2 separate regions of the Macaca mulatta genome follow, and region 2 is linked to region 1. Evidence: chromatin contacts called from public Hi-C data. All regions are on one chromosome and are shown on one strand. The core of a region is the stretch at or near the end of the contact, and the rest is flanking DNA. Distances in the headings are between cores, read along the strand shown.

Region 1 (4,519 bases), core at 1,509-4,008:
CAGGCTGGGCCAGGGGAGGATCCTTGCAGCTGAGGAGGAGAAAAAGCCACTGAGTCCCCTCCCAGAGCGGGACAAACCAGAGACCCTTTGCAGTTGCTGGGTCACCAGCAGGGATGGCATCGAATAAAAACAGTGCAGCTCTTGGCCTGCCAGCAAGACAGATGGTGCCTTCGAAGCAAAGAAAGAGGAAGGGAGGCCAGAGCCAGGGATGCCTTTGCCCATGAGAGTGACTATCAAGGAAGGCGCCACAGGTTGGCAGCTCTTCAAACCAGGAGCTCTTGGCCCAGAGCCAGACCCAGCAGGTCCTGGCCAAAGGCACCCTGGGAGGCCAGCTGGTCAGTACTTTGCCTCCCCAAGTTCCTCCTGGGATCAATGGGCCTTGGGGAGGTGCCTAACCTAACTCCAGCCAGTTTTTCATGGAAAGGAGAGGAGAATAAGAAGCCATCATAGAATATCAAACTAAAGTTAGATCAGACCTTAAAGAAACTCCACTACATGATGGAATAAGGCTGTTTGTCGATGGGTCATCCCGAGTGATAGATGGTAAAAGACACAATAGCTATGCTGTTATTAATGGAAACAAACAATCCTATGTGAAAAAGGTAGATTACCTAATAGCTGGTCAACCCAAACCTGTGAATTATACGCTCTTAACCAGGCCCTAAAGCTCCTAGAAGGCCAAGAAGGCACTATATACTAATTCCAAATATGCCTATGGAGTAATACACACCTCTGAAAAAATCTGGACAAAGCAGGGCCTAATAAATAGTACTAGAAAGAACTAGTACATGGAGAACTGGTCAAACAAGTTTCTAAAAGCCTCCTGCTTCCAGCAGAGACAGCCATAGTTCATGTAAATGGCCATCAGAAAAGAAACACTATAGAAGCTGTAGGGAACAGGCTTGCAGATGAAGCTGCTAAGCAAGCCTCCCTGGAGGAAGAAGTGAGACTGTTTAGCCCAATACCAGATATCCCTAAGGTGGTATTAAGACCCCAATTTTCTTATTATTATTATTTTTTTTTTTTTTGAGACGGAGTCTCGCTCTGTCGCCCAGGCTGGAGTGTAGTGGCCGGATCTCAGCTCACTGCAAGCTCCGCCTCCCGGGTTCGGGCCATTCTCCTGTCTCAGCCTCCTGAGTAGCTGGGACTACAGGCGCCCGCCACCTCGCCTGGCTAGTTTTTTGTATGTTTTTAGTAGAGACGGGGTTTCACCGTGTTAGCCAGGATGGTCTCGATCTCCTGACCTAGTGATCCACCCGTCTCGGCCTCCCAAAGTGCTGGGATTACAGGCTTGAGCCACCGCGCCCGGCCAAGACCCCAGTTTTCTAAAGAGGAGGAGGAAGAACTGGGCAAGATAGGAACCACTCAAACTAAGGATGGAAGGTGGGTGCTCCCTAACGGTAGAGAAATGATAAACAAACCCCTTATGAGACAACTAATGTCCATACTGCGTAAGGGAAGTCACTGGGGTCCCCAGGCCATGTGTGATGCAATACTCAAAAATTATGGGTGTATAGGGGCTTATACCCTTGCTAAACAGGTGTGTGGGGGTTGTGTAACCTGCCAAAAAATAAACAAAAAGGTAGTTAGAAAACAGTACCAGAGGAAGACCTCCTGGGTTAAGACCATTACAAAGCATTCCTGTATTTAGGCAGAACTACTGACCTTCCTACTATGGAAACCAAAGATCAATTTTTAAGAAATTATAGCCTGTAATCCCAGCACTTTGGGAGGCCGAAGTGGGAGGATCACGAGGTCAGGAGATCGAGACCATCCTGGCTAACACGGTGAAACCCAGTCTCTACTAAAAATACAAAAAAAAAAAAAAAAAAAAAAAATTAGCTGGGCGTGATAGAGGGCACCTGTAGTCCCAGCTACTTGGGAGGTTGAGGCAGGAGAATGGTGTGAACCCGGGAGGTGGAGCTTGCAGTGAGCTGAGATTGTGCCACTTCACTCTAGCCTGGGTGACAGAGCGAGACTCTGTCTCAAAAAAAAAAAAAAAAAAAGAAAAAGAAAAAGAAATTATACACTGCCCATATCCTCCACCCTATTGTCCCTTAGGTTAAAAAGACTTCTAACTCAAACCCTGCCTCTTGAATTCACAGGTCACCACTTCCAGCATGGCAATTAAAGACGACAATCTCCACCCAAGCTGGGAAGGTTCCTATCAAGTGCTCCTGATCACTGAGACAGCTGTAGGAACGGCTGAACGGGGGTGGACACATACACTCAGATCAAGAGACTGGTAAAAGAAACCCCAGAAGGAAGGGAAAAAGGTGAATGGGAAGTGTATAGATCACCTAAGGAACCCTTAAAGCTAACTCTAAGAAAAACCTAAAAGGAAACTATAAGCAGGCTCCGTCATTGGGGGTGGATATGGTTAGGATTAATCCTAACACAAGGGGTGAAAGGAGACCTACATATTGAATAGGGCCCAGTACTAGGGGTGAAAAGTGGGGAATATCCAAACTAATAGTCAACAAAACCAAGACCTCCACCCTGCCCCAAACTATGAAATGTAATACCTGCCAAGTCTTACTTTGAGGGAATTTAGGGAACCACAGACTGTTGTCACAAGCAGACAAAGATCTATGTCCTAAAACAGACCGTTATTGGGCCCTCTCAGAAAAGCCCTGTGCTAGCTGGAATCAGGTCTGGTGGACCACTCAATATCAAAGCTGGGTGAATCATTCTTCCAAAAACAAACCCTTATGGAATGAAATACATTTGTGTAAGGGCGCTACGCCACCTAACTGTAGAAATTTAGAATGCAATCCTACATTAATTACCATAAACAATCCAGCTACTCTAGACCAAGAACCTTGGAGGTATGTATTAGGAATAGATATCTCAGGAAGCAATCCCGTGGAACAGTTTACTCTTAGGCTAATCACCAACTCCACCCCGAGCCCACCCAGGATTACTATAACTCCTGGTCCCACTACCTCCTTTAATCCACCAGACAATAACTCTAAAAGAATAAAAATAATTAAGGTAACTGACTTGAGGCAGACTTTAGAAATTGAGACTGAATATAGGAATGTAAATGCCTGGGTTGAATGGGTCAAATATTTGGTACTAGCTCTTTTTTTTTTTTTTTTTTTTTTTTTTTTTTTTTTGAGATGGAGACTCGCTTTGTTGCCAGGCTGGAGTGCAGTGGCACGATCTCAGCTCACTGCAACCACCGCCTCCTGGGTTCAAGCAATTCTCCTGCCTCAGCCTCCCGAGTAGCTGGAACTACTCAACTACTCGCACGCTGCCATGCCCTGTTAATCCTTTTTTTTTTTTTGTATTTTAATAGAGATGGGGTTTTACCATGTTGCCCAGGCTGGTCTCAAACTCCTGAATCAGGCAATCCACCTGCCTTGGCCTCCCAAAGTGCTAAGATTACAGGATTGAGACACTGCACCCAGCCAATACTAGCTCTTAATAAGACCAACTGTTATGCATGCTCTGCTGGGCAGCCTCAGGCACAGGTGGCTCCATTTCCCTAGGATGGGATACCAATCCCGACGGAATGTGTTGCATGTTGGCTCTATACCAGGACACGAATGCATGGGGAAAAAAGACTTACAAAAGTCTATCATTGCTGTTTCCCGTCTTGCAGAGATCAGACCCTAGAGCAATCCCCTCGTTCTCCAAAGGGAATATGAACCACTCCTCTTGCCTCTCTAGACAGGTGGCAGAGTTCAGCAAGCCCGTGGGAAAATTCTCAGCTTGTACCTACATCCTAAACGTTACTGGTGAGTCAAATAAAGGCAATTACTCAGCATTTCATATACCCCAGGCTGATGTCTGGTGATATTTTGGGAAGAGAAACCTTCCTAACCTGTTACCGTCCACTGGAACTTGTGCTTTAGTTCAAGTGGCCATTCCCTTCACTCTGGCATTCCATAAGATTCCCGAGAATCCACATGGCCACTGAAGTTGGAGAGATCTAACAAATTATTTTAATCCCAGCACTTATATTAACTCAGTAGGAGTCCCTAGAGGAGTACCTAATAAATTTAAGAACCAAAGGACACAAAAATAAATGTGAAAATGGGACCAATAGGAGTAAAAAGAAATAGAGGAGGGAATTGAAGGAAATAATGCATACACTGGTCCATTTCAAGACAAAGTGCCGTGAATTGGCTTGGGTCAGCAAACTACAGAAGAAACAGGATATACTAGGCCCCTGCTTGGATAGCCAATGCCTGCTTGTTGGCCTCCCCTCCCGCCTGAGTTGCCTTCGCCTGAACCAAAGAAGTTTAGTCTAAGATAAAAATTTACTAGTCTGCAAATAGCTCACTTTGTCTGTTTTATCAGTCTGTCCAGCTACTTAGGTCGTAAGTCAAACACTTAAAGAGCAACATCTGGGAAGATTGTGACCCCATAGTACTCAGCCTATGAGGAACTGGGAGAGAGACCTGTGCCCGAGGGGATAAATTGCTTGTTGAAACTGTGCTGGGTGTACCGGCCTATCAGACACCCAATCTCGTAAGACTGTCATCAAAAGTCTCACTTTCACTGTTCTCTG
Region 2 (4,519 bases), core at 1,412-3,911, 140 kb before region 1:
GTCTCGAACTCCTGACCTCAGGTGATCCACCTGCCTCAGCCTCCCAAAGTGCTGGGATTACAGGCGTGAGCCATTGCGCCTGGCCTGAGGTCTGTGAGTTTAACAGAAAGCATACAGGCCAGAGAGAGCAGATGGTTTGTGCAGGATCAGAGAGAGCCTGGAGCGTGTGTGTGTGTGTGTGTGTTGTGTGCATACCCACTGGGCCACATCAGCAGGTGTGCCTGTGGGCATGTCAGTGTGCAGGGCAGCCTCTGTGTGTGTCTCTGGATGAACATATGGGGTATAACATGTTTTGCCAAGTACTTCAGGACAGCGGGGTGAAGCAGAGATCTTCCTTCATCAAGGGTAGAGGAGCAGGAAGAAATGGACCAGCCTACTTTTTTCTTCTGTCTTTGGGCTGGCCTGAAGGAAGTGGTGAGCCCAGCCTGGGCCTATGGCAGGGCCTCCCAAATCTGGCTGCATCCTAGAATCACAGTTTTTGGGATTCTCCACCCACAGGCGGAGATTATGCGGCTTAGGGCAGGCAAGAACTCTCTGCTGAATTCCCTCTTCCCCGCCACCTTTTTGGAGGAGCCCTCTCTAGACCTAGCTCAATTTTCTCAGTGCCTGATGTGTGAACTTCCTCATAACACCAATCATTTAAACTATGAGCACCTACAACTCTGTCACCTGCACATGTGGGGAACGGGGAGAGAAACAGTGTGAAAGCAGGCACAATTGGGGCTATTTAAAAGTATCTATTGTTCTTTGGTGATGGTGTGTGTGTGTGGGTTTTTTTTTTTTTTCCCCACACACCTGGCTTTCTTCTCAAGGAAATTTAAGGTGCAAATTAGGAGTGGCGGGAAAAGCTAGGGCAAGGGTGAAGCAGGCTAGCAAGTGTGTGATTTGGGGGAGGGCTGTTTGCCTGCCTTTATCGGTTGTCTCTGGCCGATAGCACAGCAGGTCAGCAAGCCCTGAGTACACAGACACTGCCCGGCAGGCACCAAAGCATTTCCCTGCCACGTGCTGGACAGTGTGCTATGGGCTGGGGGACAAAGATGAATAAAGCTGCCCAGTCCTGCCCTTTTGGAGCTCAAGGTCATAAGCGGTAGGGTGGAGATGCAAAGGTCTAGAAAGATGTTTACAATCCAGGTCCATCAGGGAGGTAACAGAGCACTCTTATCTGCTAGAAGCTGGGAGCTTGCAGGGGAGGGAGCTGGAGTGGTCTCACACAGGTGGTATTTCAACTGGTGTGAAGACAAGCAGGTGGCCACAAGTGGTGCCCAGTCTGAAGGGCAAGAGCACTCTGGGATTCAATGCCATCCTGTGAAAATCTGCCTGGCAGCTGAGCAAACTCTGGCTGGAATGTTAAGCCACCCACATGTGCTGTGAGAGGGGGTTTTGGGCAACAGCGGTGCCTGTGTTCCTTGGTATCTCTGGGTGGGCCTTAGACCCCTAAACTTTAGTGCAGATGAGACTAGCTCAGAAGGATCCTAGACTTGGCCAAAAAGAAGATGAAAGGGAAAGCAAGGTGGGAGCAAAGCCAGTCCTATTAGAATGTTCTCCCTCTTCCCTACTCTGCTGGAGGCTCCATGCCAAGTCCCTTGTGCCCCCACTTGACAGCAGCAAGGGATGCTGGAGCTGAGTGTCGCAGGCCCCCTCCTTCCTGGAGGAGCTGGCCCAGTCAGTCCTTGTTGCCACTGTAAAAGCTATTTCAACTGGCCTCAGTCTCAGGAAGAGAGAGGGTCAGGCTGGGAGAGGTCTGGTAACGCCCTGGGTGCCATTTCTGCCCCCACATATCTGGGACACATCCACTTCACTCAGAGGGCATGGGGACACAGGGCAGGATTCTTCCTGAAGGAGATGAGGCAGCAGCTCTGCCCAGCCCCGTACACAGGCTGCCTGGTGGCTCAGCCTTTGGGGGGGCAGGGGAAAAGCCACTTTCAAGAAAATACTTCAGTTTGCCCCTCCTCCTACGAGTCCATCCCTTCCCTCATTTGGAAGAGTGATTTAAAATTAGATACTAAAATGGCTCAGTGAAGAGTGCAGCATTTACTCTATGGCGGGTGCTGTTCCAAGTGCTGCATCTTATAACATTGAATCCTCACGACCACCCTTTGAGGTGGGCACCATTATGACCCCCATTTTACAGAGGAGGAAGCTGAGGCTCAGAGAGGTGCAGTAACTTGCTCAGATTTTAAGTGTTGGAGTTGGGATTCAAACAGAGTAATTGGGCTCTAGAGTCCCACCTTATGCCGCATTGTCACCCAGATCCCAACACTTCCCTGTGATGGGACGAGGGTATCAAGGCGGAGGGTGTACAGGGAACGTTTCTGAGACCTAATGAGTAGCACGGAATCTAACTGGGGAGACAGGCAGCACACAGCTGTCAACACATGGCAAGGAACTCTCTCAGAGCACAGAGCCACCTTCCCAAGAGAAAGGGTTCCCCAGTCCAGAACAACCCTGAGCTAGGTAGGACTAAGCGGGAAGGCTTCTCGGAGGAGGTGAGTGACCATGGTCTCCTTGCAGAGACCATAGTGTGATAAGTTCCAGAGAGGAGGAGGAGGGGGAAGGGCGTTGGAGGCCAGAGCCTAGATTCTGAGGCAGGACCTTGGGGCGGGTGGTTTGCACCCTCCTCCACCCTGCCTGACCCCGCCCACTTGCCCGGGACGCCGGCGCCGCAGGGGCTGTGAGCGGTGGGTGGCCCCGGAGACGGAGCTGTCGAGTCTGTGCCTGACACCTCTTTTCCCTCCACTCTCTTGGTCTCTTTCAGTTGGAGGAGGACAGACTCTCGGGGCACTCCCTCCCGCGGTACAGCCCCCTGCGACGACTGGCGTCCTCCGTGTTCTCCTCCTCCACGCTGGAGACGGAGCATTACCCTCACCCCGGCGGCGGCGGCTCCTCGGGCTCCTCCGGTTCCCTCATTCAGCGCAGCCGCTCGGCCGAGAGCAGCCCTGTGCGGGCGCCCCACCGGCGCCACGCGCCCCTCGCTGCTGGCAACCACAGACTCATGCCCTCGGTGCTCCGCATCTCGCGGTCCCAGCTGCAGCAGGTGTGGGCCCGGTTCACCCACAAGACCTAGGCTGGGCCCCCCCCCTCCTGGAGGGGGCAGGTGGGGGGGGTGGGGAGCAGGCAGAGACCATGGTTCCTTCCCAGGACGCAATAATCACACACTCACACCCATCCCACCCCATCATGCAATACAGCCCCCCTAGAACGTTGGCCCAAGGTACTGTAATACTCCCACCCCAAGCAGAGTCTCCGTCCCACCCCTGCATCAGCTCCCTTTGTAGGTGCCAGCCAAATGGTGCAGGGAGGGGTGGGGCTGGTGGTACAGTTTCCAGGACAGGGGCGCTCAGCTGGAGCCACTGGTGGGTCCGGAGTCCAGTGGAAAGTAAGGTGTCAGGGAGATGAGGCCTGCAGGGCCAGAGGCACTCTGGCATGGGCTTTGTTCTGTTTAATTTGTGATCTCTTGGCATGGCTGGGTCTGATCCACCCCGAGGGGCTGGCAGGAGACCAAGACCCTCCTTGTGTGGGGGGTGTGTGTGTGTGTGTGTGTGTGTGTGTGTGTGTGTGTGTGTGTGCGCGCGCGCGCGCGCGGCTCTGTGTATGGGATGGAGACCAGGGCAGCCAGGTTTGGAATGTGGTGGGGAGTGTTTCAATGCTCAGCGATGGGGGGAGGCAGCCCTGTGACTTAGCGAGACTTTCCCAGGCCATTGTTATTGAGGACAGAGTTCCTTCCTCACACATCTTACCCCAGGAAGGCTCAGTCCATGGTAGGCTGCCCCTCCCCGAAGACACCTGTGCCATCTCCCTGGTAGGATTGGATGTCTGTCCTCGGCTCCTCAGGAACTGAGGATGGACGAGAGGGACCTGGGATCCACCTCTCAAAGCTGGCTAGAACTGAGCAACGAGGAGACCCAGCTTAGAAGCAGTGGCAGCAAAGGTGGTTGTTAAGGATGAGGCGAGAAACCATGTATGTGCTTGTCAGCAAAACCAGTGTCTCAGGACAAATCCCAGGTGGGAGCAGCCCCACCTCTGCCCTTCTCAGAGGGTGACTCCTTCCTGTAGGTGCTCGGTGAGCCCCCAAGGGTGGTAGTGAAGACACAACAGAAGAGAGGCAGGTTGGATAGGGATCTGGACACTTGGGAGTGGGGAAGTGTCAGGATGTCAGCTTGCTCATGCCTCTTCTGCCCATTTCTCAGCCCCCAACTGTCACTGCAGGGAGCCCAAGGTTCCCTTTATTCATCCTGCCCATGTCAGCCAGCACCTTTGTTTCCCTGGGGAATGGGGTAGTAGCGAAGTGGATGCCAGAAAGGGCAGTGCCTGTATGGGGAGGGGAGGAGGCCCGAAGATTTGCAAAATGTTTATTTCAGTGAGACTGTGTCTGTATGTTTGCTTGTGTGCATGCGCGTACACTTGTGCGTAAGAGTGTGCTTACGAATGAGCGTTTGTGCATGTGGAAAGGCTGCCATGGATGAATGCTCAGGCTGTGCACTGTGTAATTCCAGGAAGTGCCATTTATGCAGACCTCAAT

The links. Hi-C and Micro-C count contacts between places; a contact is called where the count stands out from the background.
Region 2: a contact with region 1 is called in a Hi-C map of CD4 T cells, with 5 times the contacts expected there. The contact joins two enhancer-like sites. A contact is called at or near these places in 2 of 14 Hi-C or Micro-C datasets (CD4 T cells and liver).

Annotation. Positions count from the first base shown.
Region 1 is chr4:138,715,025-138,719,543 of T2T-MMU8v2.0, reverse strand. No RefSeq gene overlaps it. Among named protein-coding and RNA genes, the nearest start is that of ABCC10, 23 kb to the right of the region's middle. Within about 2 kb of position 2,758, at least 6 of the 40 cell types and tissues checked have an H3K27ac peak or open chromatin away from gene starts, as enhancers often do. A contact at or near this core is called in CD4 T cells, where this site is marked.
Region 2 is chr4:138,859,048-138,863,566 of T2T-MMU8v2.0, reverse strand. All of the region lies in intron 13 of TTBK1 (tau tubulin kinase 1), which reads left to right. Among named protein-coding and RNA genes, the nearest start is that of TTBK1, 26 kb to the left of the region's middle. Within about 2 kb of position 2,661, at least 10 of the 40 cell types and tissues checked have an H3K27ac peak or open chromatin away from gene starts, as enhancers often do. A contact at or near this core is called in CD4 T cells, where this site is marked.